2 separate regions of the Sus scrofa genome follow, and region 2 is linked to region 1. The links are chromatin contacts, called in public HiChIP or PLAC-seq maps. All regions are on one chromosome and are shown on one strand. The core of a region is the stretch at or near the end of the contact, and the rest is flanking DNA. Distances in the headings are between cores, read along the strand shown.

Region 1 (4,265 bases), core at 650-3,149:
TTTACCAATACTTCCCACGCACCTATGATGTCAGGAGGTATCGGCACAGAAACAAAAAGACACAGCTGCCGCCTGAAGGAACCACCTGTAGGTGTCAACCTGGGGCCACTTCCTCCAGGATGCCCTCCCTAGCACCTGGGTCTGGACACATAGCACCTCCTCAGGGTCCTACACCACGGGGGCCTCTACATCCACGGCCTGCATCCGCTGGAGTGTTGTGGTCAGTACTTAGGCAGGCTCTCCTTATTGCAAATCCAGTGGGCGAGCTTCAAATAGGATGCATCTCGGGAGTTCCCGTCGTGGCGCAGTGGTTAACGAATCTGACTAGGAACCATAAGGTTGTAGGTTCAATCCCCGGCCTTGCTCAGTGGGTTAAGGATCCCGTGTTGCCGTAAGCTGTGGTGTAGGTCGCAGACGCGGCTCGGATCCTGCGTTGCTGTGGCCCTGGTGTAGGCTGGCAGCTACAGCTCCGATTTGACCCCTAATCTGGGAACCTCCATATGCCGCAGGAGTGGCCCAAGAAATGGCAAAAAAAAAAAAAAAAAACCGACAAAAACAAACAAAAACAAATAGGATGCATCTCACAGCCTCCTTGACAAAGAATTGCAGTGATGATGACAATGATGAAGATGCTGATGACGACATAATGAAAGAAAAAAACTGATCATACCCTTTTCTACAAGTACCGCCTGCCTGTCTCCTTGTGCCCTAAATCCCTGGATGTGCCTACCTGCACACTCACAGGGGCTCGGCATGGTCGGAGAGCCTGCCGAGTTGGCAGCGGGATGTCAGTTTCCCGTGGGCGGCTGCTCTCTGTGTACCAGCCTGACTAATGTACTTCAGCGGAATCGGGGATGAAAAATGAAGAGGAAGTAAAGCTTGCTGCTAAAACATATGTGTCAGAAAATCATTATGAGTATTAAATTACAGCAATAAAATGAACCAGAACTAATTTTGCAAATTAAGATCCAATACGTTTTTTTCCATAGCCACACCTTTTCTTAAAAAAAAAAAAAAAAAAGCCTGGCAAAATAAGATAGAGCCTAAGAGTATTAAAACGGAGTCTAAGGGGGCTGGGATGGGATGGGAAAATGGAGAAAACCAGAAATTTCAATATGACAAAGAGATTAGCTTTCAGGGGCGGGGGAGATGGTAAAAATAAGGCCCATGTGCCAAACATACTAGTAAAATGCCCAGTTTCTGAGCTGACGTACCTCGTGCTGGACACGTAAAATGTATGTCCCCACACGGCTGCTCTCTTCTGCTGCCCCACCCCCCACCCCAAGGGTCTCCTGACCCAAGGAACGAGTAAGTTCCTAAATTTCTGACGCCCACTTATTTTTAGAAGAGCTTATCACCGTGGGTCAAATTAAATCTGAAGCTGTAAACAAACCTTTGGAGCTCTGCCTGGTCTGGAGAATAACAGGATATCTCCCGCCACCCTCCAGCCTGAGAAAGAGATTGTAATTAGCTCATTGTCCCCAAATAGGCACAAAGAGGGCGGGGCCGCACAAGCTCCCTTTCAGCCTTTCCAGGGACATCTCTGGGCAGCTGTTAATAAATGAAGTTACGTCTACCGTCTCCTGGGAACACGGCTGAGCACAACACCTCGTTCCAAAAGGCACGCTGAGGAAGAGGGTGAAACACCCCAGCCAAAGACTCACGGACAGGGTCCCCCACCAAGAGAGCAAAACGGGGTTCACCCCTGGGGTTCTATGCCTCCTGGCTGGGCTCTGGCACAACAGCGGGGGAGCTGTCTGTGACACCCAGAGAACCCAGCTATTTATAGCCACACAATCATTATAAATAAAGCTTTTACAAGGAGAACCCTGGCCCTGCATTAGTTAAAACTGTAAACTGGCAGCTATAAATAACTCGGTTACATGCTCAAGTGCGGCTACTGACTGATACTTCCTCAAATTTGACAAATACTGACAAGTTTGTTTGACAAACATCCCACTGACATTCATCTGATTTTGAATAAGCGGTGCTGCCTTTTTAATTTGGTCCCTGAGGCCGGGGGGGGGGGGGGGGGGGGGGGACTTCCTTTATTCTTTCCCTCCCTCACCTCCTGCACCGGGAGGTGTGTCCTCCTGTGTGTAGCTCTTCCCCCCTAATCACTGGAAGGGATTTGGGGCCATTTAAGGGGAAGCTTATTAAATCCACTGCTTCTCTCTCGGGACGGTTCTGCTGTAGGGGCTCTGCAAGGGTCTGGGGCGTTTTGTTAATGACACAATAGTGATGGAGGGGGGAGGGGAATGTGGTGGATGAAGGTGGGGAGGGGGCCCGAAGGGAAGGGCAGGTCTGAAGGGCAGATGGTTGGAATCCATCTGCAAGGGAGACTTGAGAACCTAAAAATATCAGAAGGGAGCCAAGAGAAGAGTCTGGACAGAGGGACCGACCTCCCAAGGTCCCTGATCCGAGAGCCTTCGAAGAGTCTAGATTGGGGTCCCTGAGGCGTGGGTGCTCACTCTAGGTGACCCACAATGACATCTGTCAGGAGTCATGGGATTTCAGAGCTCTGGGGGACATCTGGGATTGTCAGATGTAACTCAGTCATTTCACAGGGGGCAGAGTTGAGTCAAAGAGGCTCCCACAACTAGTTAGTGCAGAACCAGACTAGAGCTCAGCTCTGGGCTTCTTCATCATTAAATTAATTAACATACTTGGAGTTCCCATCCGTGGCTCTGCAGTTATGAACCCAACTAGTATCTAAGAGGATGCAGGTTAGATCTCTGGCCTCGCTCAGTGGCTTAAGGATCTGGTGTTGCTGTGAGCTGTGGTGTAGGCCGCAGATGTAGCTTGGATCCTGAGCTGCTGTGCCTGCGGTGTAGGCCGGCAGCTGTAGCTCTGATTTGACCCCTAGCCTGGGAACTTCCACATGCTGTGCACACGGCCCTAAAAAAGACAGAAATTTTTAATTAATTAACATACACAGTGTCTGGAACATTCCTGGCCTTGGTGAGCACGAGCTAGCATTATGGGAGTAGTGACCACCAGCCAGTCCTTCTGACCAGTGCTCTCTGTGTGTTGACTTTAAACACTGACCTACTCCCCACTGTCCCTGGTCCACATCTTCTCTGTCTGATTTAACTCTTATTTATTTTTATTTTTTTGCTTTTTTAGGGGCGCACCTGAGGCATATGGAGGTTCCCAGGCTAGAGGTCAAATTGGAGCTGTAGCCACCAGCCTACACCACAGCCACAGCTACATCAGATGGGATCAAACCCACAATCTCATGGTTACTAGTCAGATTCGCTTCCGCTGAGCCACGACAGGACTCCTGATTTAACTTTTAACATAACATGGACACAAGCTCACCTCCCCACCCCCCATCTTCCAGTCTATCCTAAATAGAGCTTCCAGAGCAATCTGCTAAGCGGACAGCTCTAATCATAAAACTGCTGCCCCACCCCCGAGCCCCCACCTCCTCGCCAGGCAAGGAGGCGTCACTCTCGGGGCCCAAGCGCGAGGCCTGCACCTGAGTGGGCATCTCCTTCAGTGGGTACCTCACCTCCTCCCCCAGAACAAACCCTGCCCCCCGGATCCGCATCTGCCGGAATAACCCCGGGCTTCTCAGGCTGGCCCATGACGCCCTCAGCTGCTGGTCCCGCTCCTTCTCCGGTCCAAAATCTATGCTTTCCCCTGACGTGGAGCCCTCGCTCCCCCCAGAACCTACACCCTGAAGTACGTCCCCGCTGCTTCCCTTTACGTGACGAAACACTGGCCACCTCTCAGGATGGACAGCGAAGGCCCAAGGAAGCCTTTGCTGACTGGTGAGGCGGCCGGGCCTCCCTCCCTGGAACCCCCATCACCCGCAGGTGCACGTCTCTTCCGCGCTGGCCCATCTGAATCCTGCCTCACGGTCACTGCGCACATGCTCAGGTTTAACCCGCTTTCCTAGCGGTGGGGGGCTCTCTTCATGATGTTGGTGTCTAGCGTGGTGTAGATATAGAAAAGGGGTAAAACATTTAAAAACTCTCCTTCTAAAAGTGCCAGCAGAAATGAACAAACAGAAATGTGAAAGTGATACATGACCACATCAGCTGGGGAATATTTGCTGAGATGGGTAAATCAGCAGCAAAACCTCTAAGAAGGCAGGTTTGCAGCAGCCCCGGCTAGGGCACGTCCAGGAAAGCTACAGAGGGATGTCCACCTGCAGACGGGAGCAGCCTCTGTGCTGATGAGGTGAAGATGCTTGCAGGGTACCGGGAGAACTGGAAGGGAAAAAGGCCAAAGAGCTGGGCAGCGTGGCAGTTAAATGA
Region 2 (3,795 bases), core at 19-2,518, 510 kb after region 1:
AGGGAACTAGGATGAAAGCTGGAGGGGACAAGGTAGTCTTAAAAGGGATCCCCTTGTCCCAGCTGTGGAAATTGGACCCATCCCTGGGCCACAATACTAAAAATTGAGAAGCTTGCCCCCTTCCCCCAACCCTGCCCTGACCCCCACACTCATGTTCTCCAGAAAGTCGAAAGTGTTTGGATCAAGTTGGCCATGGCTAAGAGATCAAGTGCTGGGAATGCCATCTATTCAGTATCACCTCGTCTTGCAAATTCACGTCACAGGGGAAGTGGGTGCCCCAAGAGACCCACACACTCTATTCCCCATTACTAGAAAAACAACTCAGTCTCAGGCCTTTCTGGCCACTGGTCAGTTTCATTTGAAAGGCTAAATTTACAAGACAACTGTATTAGTTCACTGGAGCTGAGGTAACAAAGCACAGAGACTGGCTGGCTTATAAAGAACAGAAATTTGGAGTTCCCGTCATGGCTCAGTGGTTAACCAATCTGACTAGGAACCGTGAGGTTGCAGGTTCCATCCCTGGCCTTGCTCAGTGGGTTAACGATCCGGCGTTGCCTTGAGCTGTGGTTGTAGGTTGAAGACACGGCTCGGATCCCATGTTGCTGTGGCTGTGGTGTAGGCCGGCAGCTACAGCTCTGATGAGACCCCTAGCCTGGGAACCTCCATATGCCACAGAAGCGGCCCTAGAAATGGCAAAAGTACAACAAAAACAAACAAACAAACAAACAAAAAACCCAGAAATTTATGTCCTTGCATCTCTGGAAGCTAGAAGTCTAAGTACAAGGCATCCACCAGCTTATTTTCTTCTGAAGCCTCTCTCCTTGGCTTGTAGATGGCTGTCTTCTTTCTTCCTGTGTCTGCACATGGTCTTTCCTCTTGGAGTGTCTGTGTCCAAATTTCCTCTTATCAGGACACCAGCCCTATTGGATTAGGGCCCGCTGTAATGACCTCATTTTAACTTAATTACCTCCCTAAAGATCCTATCTCCCAATACAGACACATTCTGTGATACTGATGTTTAGAACTTCAACATTGTAATTTTTGTTGGGGGCACAATTCAGTCCATGACAGCAGCAGACAAATACCATTTGTCAGATAAATATGTCCACACTGGTCTCGAGATTTAGACTCACTTTATGAAATGTCTGGGCGTGTTATGTTACTCAAGTAACGTGAAATGTTTCATTTTGTCCTCTCCTTTCATAAGAGAAGTGCTGGCTGGGAAGGAAAATGGAGATCCCTTAAGTGCCACTTGTCAATCAGTTTCACTTCCTCAATAATTGCAACTCCTTGGTGGGAGTTGACCTCTTTGAAAGAGCACTCCAGATGCAGAGAATTATTTGTGAGCAAAATGATCGTTGGCATGATGCCAAATTCCATTCATTTATTTCAGAGACCTTTACCTACCATGTGGAGATGCTTTGCTAGGTGCTTTGTAAGTATGTAAATGGAGACAGTAAAGAATGTGATTCTGACTGTGTCTGAGACCTGGAAAAGTTTGGGACAGCTGCAGTCATATTGACATGGCTAAAGAATCTCCAAGGATCTGTTCTAGAGTAACTTTGGCAAATCTAGCCTCCTTCCTCCTGGTTTCTCCTGCCCTCTAGGTTGATAGAATCCCATGGGACACATTTTGGGTTTTAAGTTGCTTGGGAGATACGAATTCACCTACCAGTTGAGCCCCTTGTCTCATGTTTAGTGCCTTAAGCATAAGCTGTGATCTATCTTCTCTCTATCTATTCATAGTTTAATGTTTGTTCTTGACCATGCCCATGACATGTGGAAGTTCCTAGACCAGAGATGTAACCTGATCCACAGCAGTGACCTGAGCTGCTGAAGTGACAATGCCAGGTCCTTAACCTGCTGCACACAGGAGAGCGCCTGATCTTTTCATCGGTTTTCAACAAGCATGAACTGTGCTCACAGTTATATATATATACTTGACAGTATATACACTGTGTATACACTGTCAAGAAGGTACTGTTGTACCTAAAATTTATATTAACCGTGCTGGGTGAAATTGGTATAATCCTAAATTACCCAGATTGGCCTTGATTTGTACAGCATCATAGAATAATAGATTTGGGGAGGTCTTTAGGCCACAGTGTCCTTTTTCATAAATGAAGAAAGTAAGGCCTGGCAAAATGAATTGTCCAAAGTCACAAAAAAGCTGAGACTAAACCCTGAACCTTCAAGATTCCCAGTATAGTCTTGCCTGTAGGCTATACCGAATTAAATATCCACCCTGATTTTATAGTTTTTCTCTTTATATTTGCCTCCAATCATAACGGCCTAAAACCTTCTAGGTACTGTCCACCGTTTGAGAGCCCTTACCTTCCTTATCTCACGCACATAGGGACACGAAAAGACATTATCATTTTGTAGTAATAAAGGCCAGATTCTGGAGTTCCTGCTGTGGCTCAGCAGGTTAAGAACCCAACTAAAATCCATGAGGATGCGGGTTCAATCCCCAGCCTCGCTCAGGATCTGGCGTTGCTCTGAGCTGTGGTGTAGGTCACAGATGCCACAGGTGCAGCCCTAAATAGCAAAAAATAAAAATAAAAACAATAAAAATAAAGGCCAGCTTCTTTTTTTTTTTTTTGGTCTTTTTGCCTTTTCTAGGGCCGCTCCTGCAGCATATGGAGAGTCCCAGGCTAGGGGTTGAATCAGAGCTGCAGCCGCAGGCCTACGCCAGAGCCACAGCAACGCAGGATCCAAGCCATGTCTGCAACCTACACCACAGCTCATGGCAACGCTGGATCCTTAACCCACTGAGCAAGGCCAGGGATCGAACCCTCAACCTCATTGTTCCTAGTCGGATTCGTTAACCACTGGGCCATGACAGGAACTCCTTTTTTTTTTTTTTTTTTTTTTTTTTTTGTCGAAGGCCAGCTTCTGACAATGTGGACCCCCTGCCCTGTCCTAGGTTTTCTCGACTTTACCCCGATTTAGTGTCTCCTCCTTTTTTTCACCCCAGGTGTTGTTCCTGTCTGAGGACTGTTGGGAGCTACTTTGCAAGAGTGATGCAAGGACCCAGAGAGGGGGAGGGCAGAGTAAGGGGAGCATTTTAAGCAGGCACTGGGTCCTCTTTGGATGGATGGATGAATGCATGAACAAATGAAAGCTAGAAGGAGAGAAAAGAAAAAAAAAAGGAGAAGAGGCTGAACTTTGGAATTCTTGCGGCTGATCCATGAGTCTTGGGACTGAGGAGGGGTAGACTGAGGAGGTGGTTAAGGAATGGGGCCTCTGCTGCTCAGTGCCAGGGCAGCTCGTGGCCCGCCCTCAGTTGAGTGGAGTCTCGAGGTCCCCTAACTTTACATTCAATGTCTTCTCTGATGTTCCTTTTACCAAGGAGAACTCCTAGTACTTTGTGCACATGTTTTGAGGACAGAGTTTGTTTTCTTCAGTTTTCCATCCTTGGTGACTGTTCAACAGATGGTTATTATTTTTTTTTTTTTTCCCAGTGAATGCTTGACCACAAAGAGGAAAACAAACATCTGGAAATTAATAATCCACTAATTTCTGGTCACAGGATAATTGCTAATGTCCCAATCTCTTCTGTTGTACTATCTATGTCGACGTGTGTAGGATCAGAAAGAAAAATGGCCCTGCATTTCTGTAAAGGTATTGGCAAATCTGGGGTTTTGGAAACCCCAAGGCTTCAGAAAACAGCATAAACTCTGTAGATGCTACAGTTTTGCAGGAGCTAGACACTGCTTTTGTTTAGCAGCACAGGGATTCCTAGGAGCTATGAGCAGAGTGTCTGATAGGGAGCTTTCCCAGCATGTCAGGGTG

Evidence for each region. HiChIP or PLAC-seq counts read pairs in DNA pulled down with a chosen protein or histone mark.
Region 2: a contact with region 1 is called in an H3K27ac HiChIP or PLAC-seq map of alveolar macrophages, with 7 times the contacts expected there. The contact joins two enhancer-like sites. A contact is called at or near these places in 1 of 47 Hi-C or Micro-C datasets (fetal heart ventricle) and 2 of 2 datasets of contacts at active chromatin or transcription factors (alveolar macrophages and skeletal muscle).

What each region holds. Positions count from the first base shown.
Region 1 is chr7:10,834,077-10,838,341 of Sscrofa11.1, forward strand. The region is part of intron 2 of LOC106504325 (a long non-coding RNA gene); the gene reads right to left. Among named protein-coding and RNA genes, the nearest start is that of MIR9807, 77 kb to the left of the region's middle. Within about 2 kb of position 1,900, at least 24 of the 83 cell types and tissues checked have an H3K27ac peak or open chromatin away from gene starts, as enhancers often do. A contact at or near this core is called in alveolar macrophages, where this site is marked.
Region 2 is chr7:11,347,758-11,351,552 of Sscrofa11.1, forward strand. No RefSeq gene overlaps it. Among named protein-coding and RNA genes, the nearest start is that of JARID2, 8.6 kb to the right of the region's middle. Within about 2 kb of position 1,269, at least 2 of the 83 cell types and tissues checked have an H3K27ac peak or open chromatin away from gene starts, as enhancers often do. A contact at or near this core is called in alveolar macrophages, where this site is marked.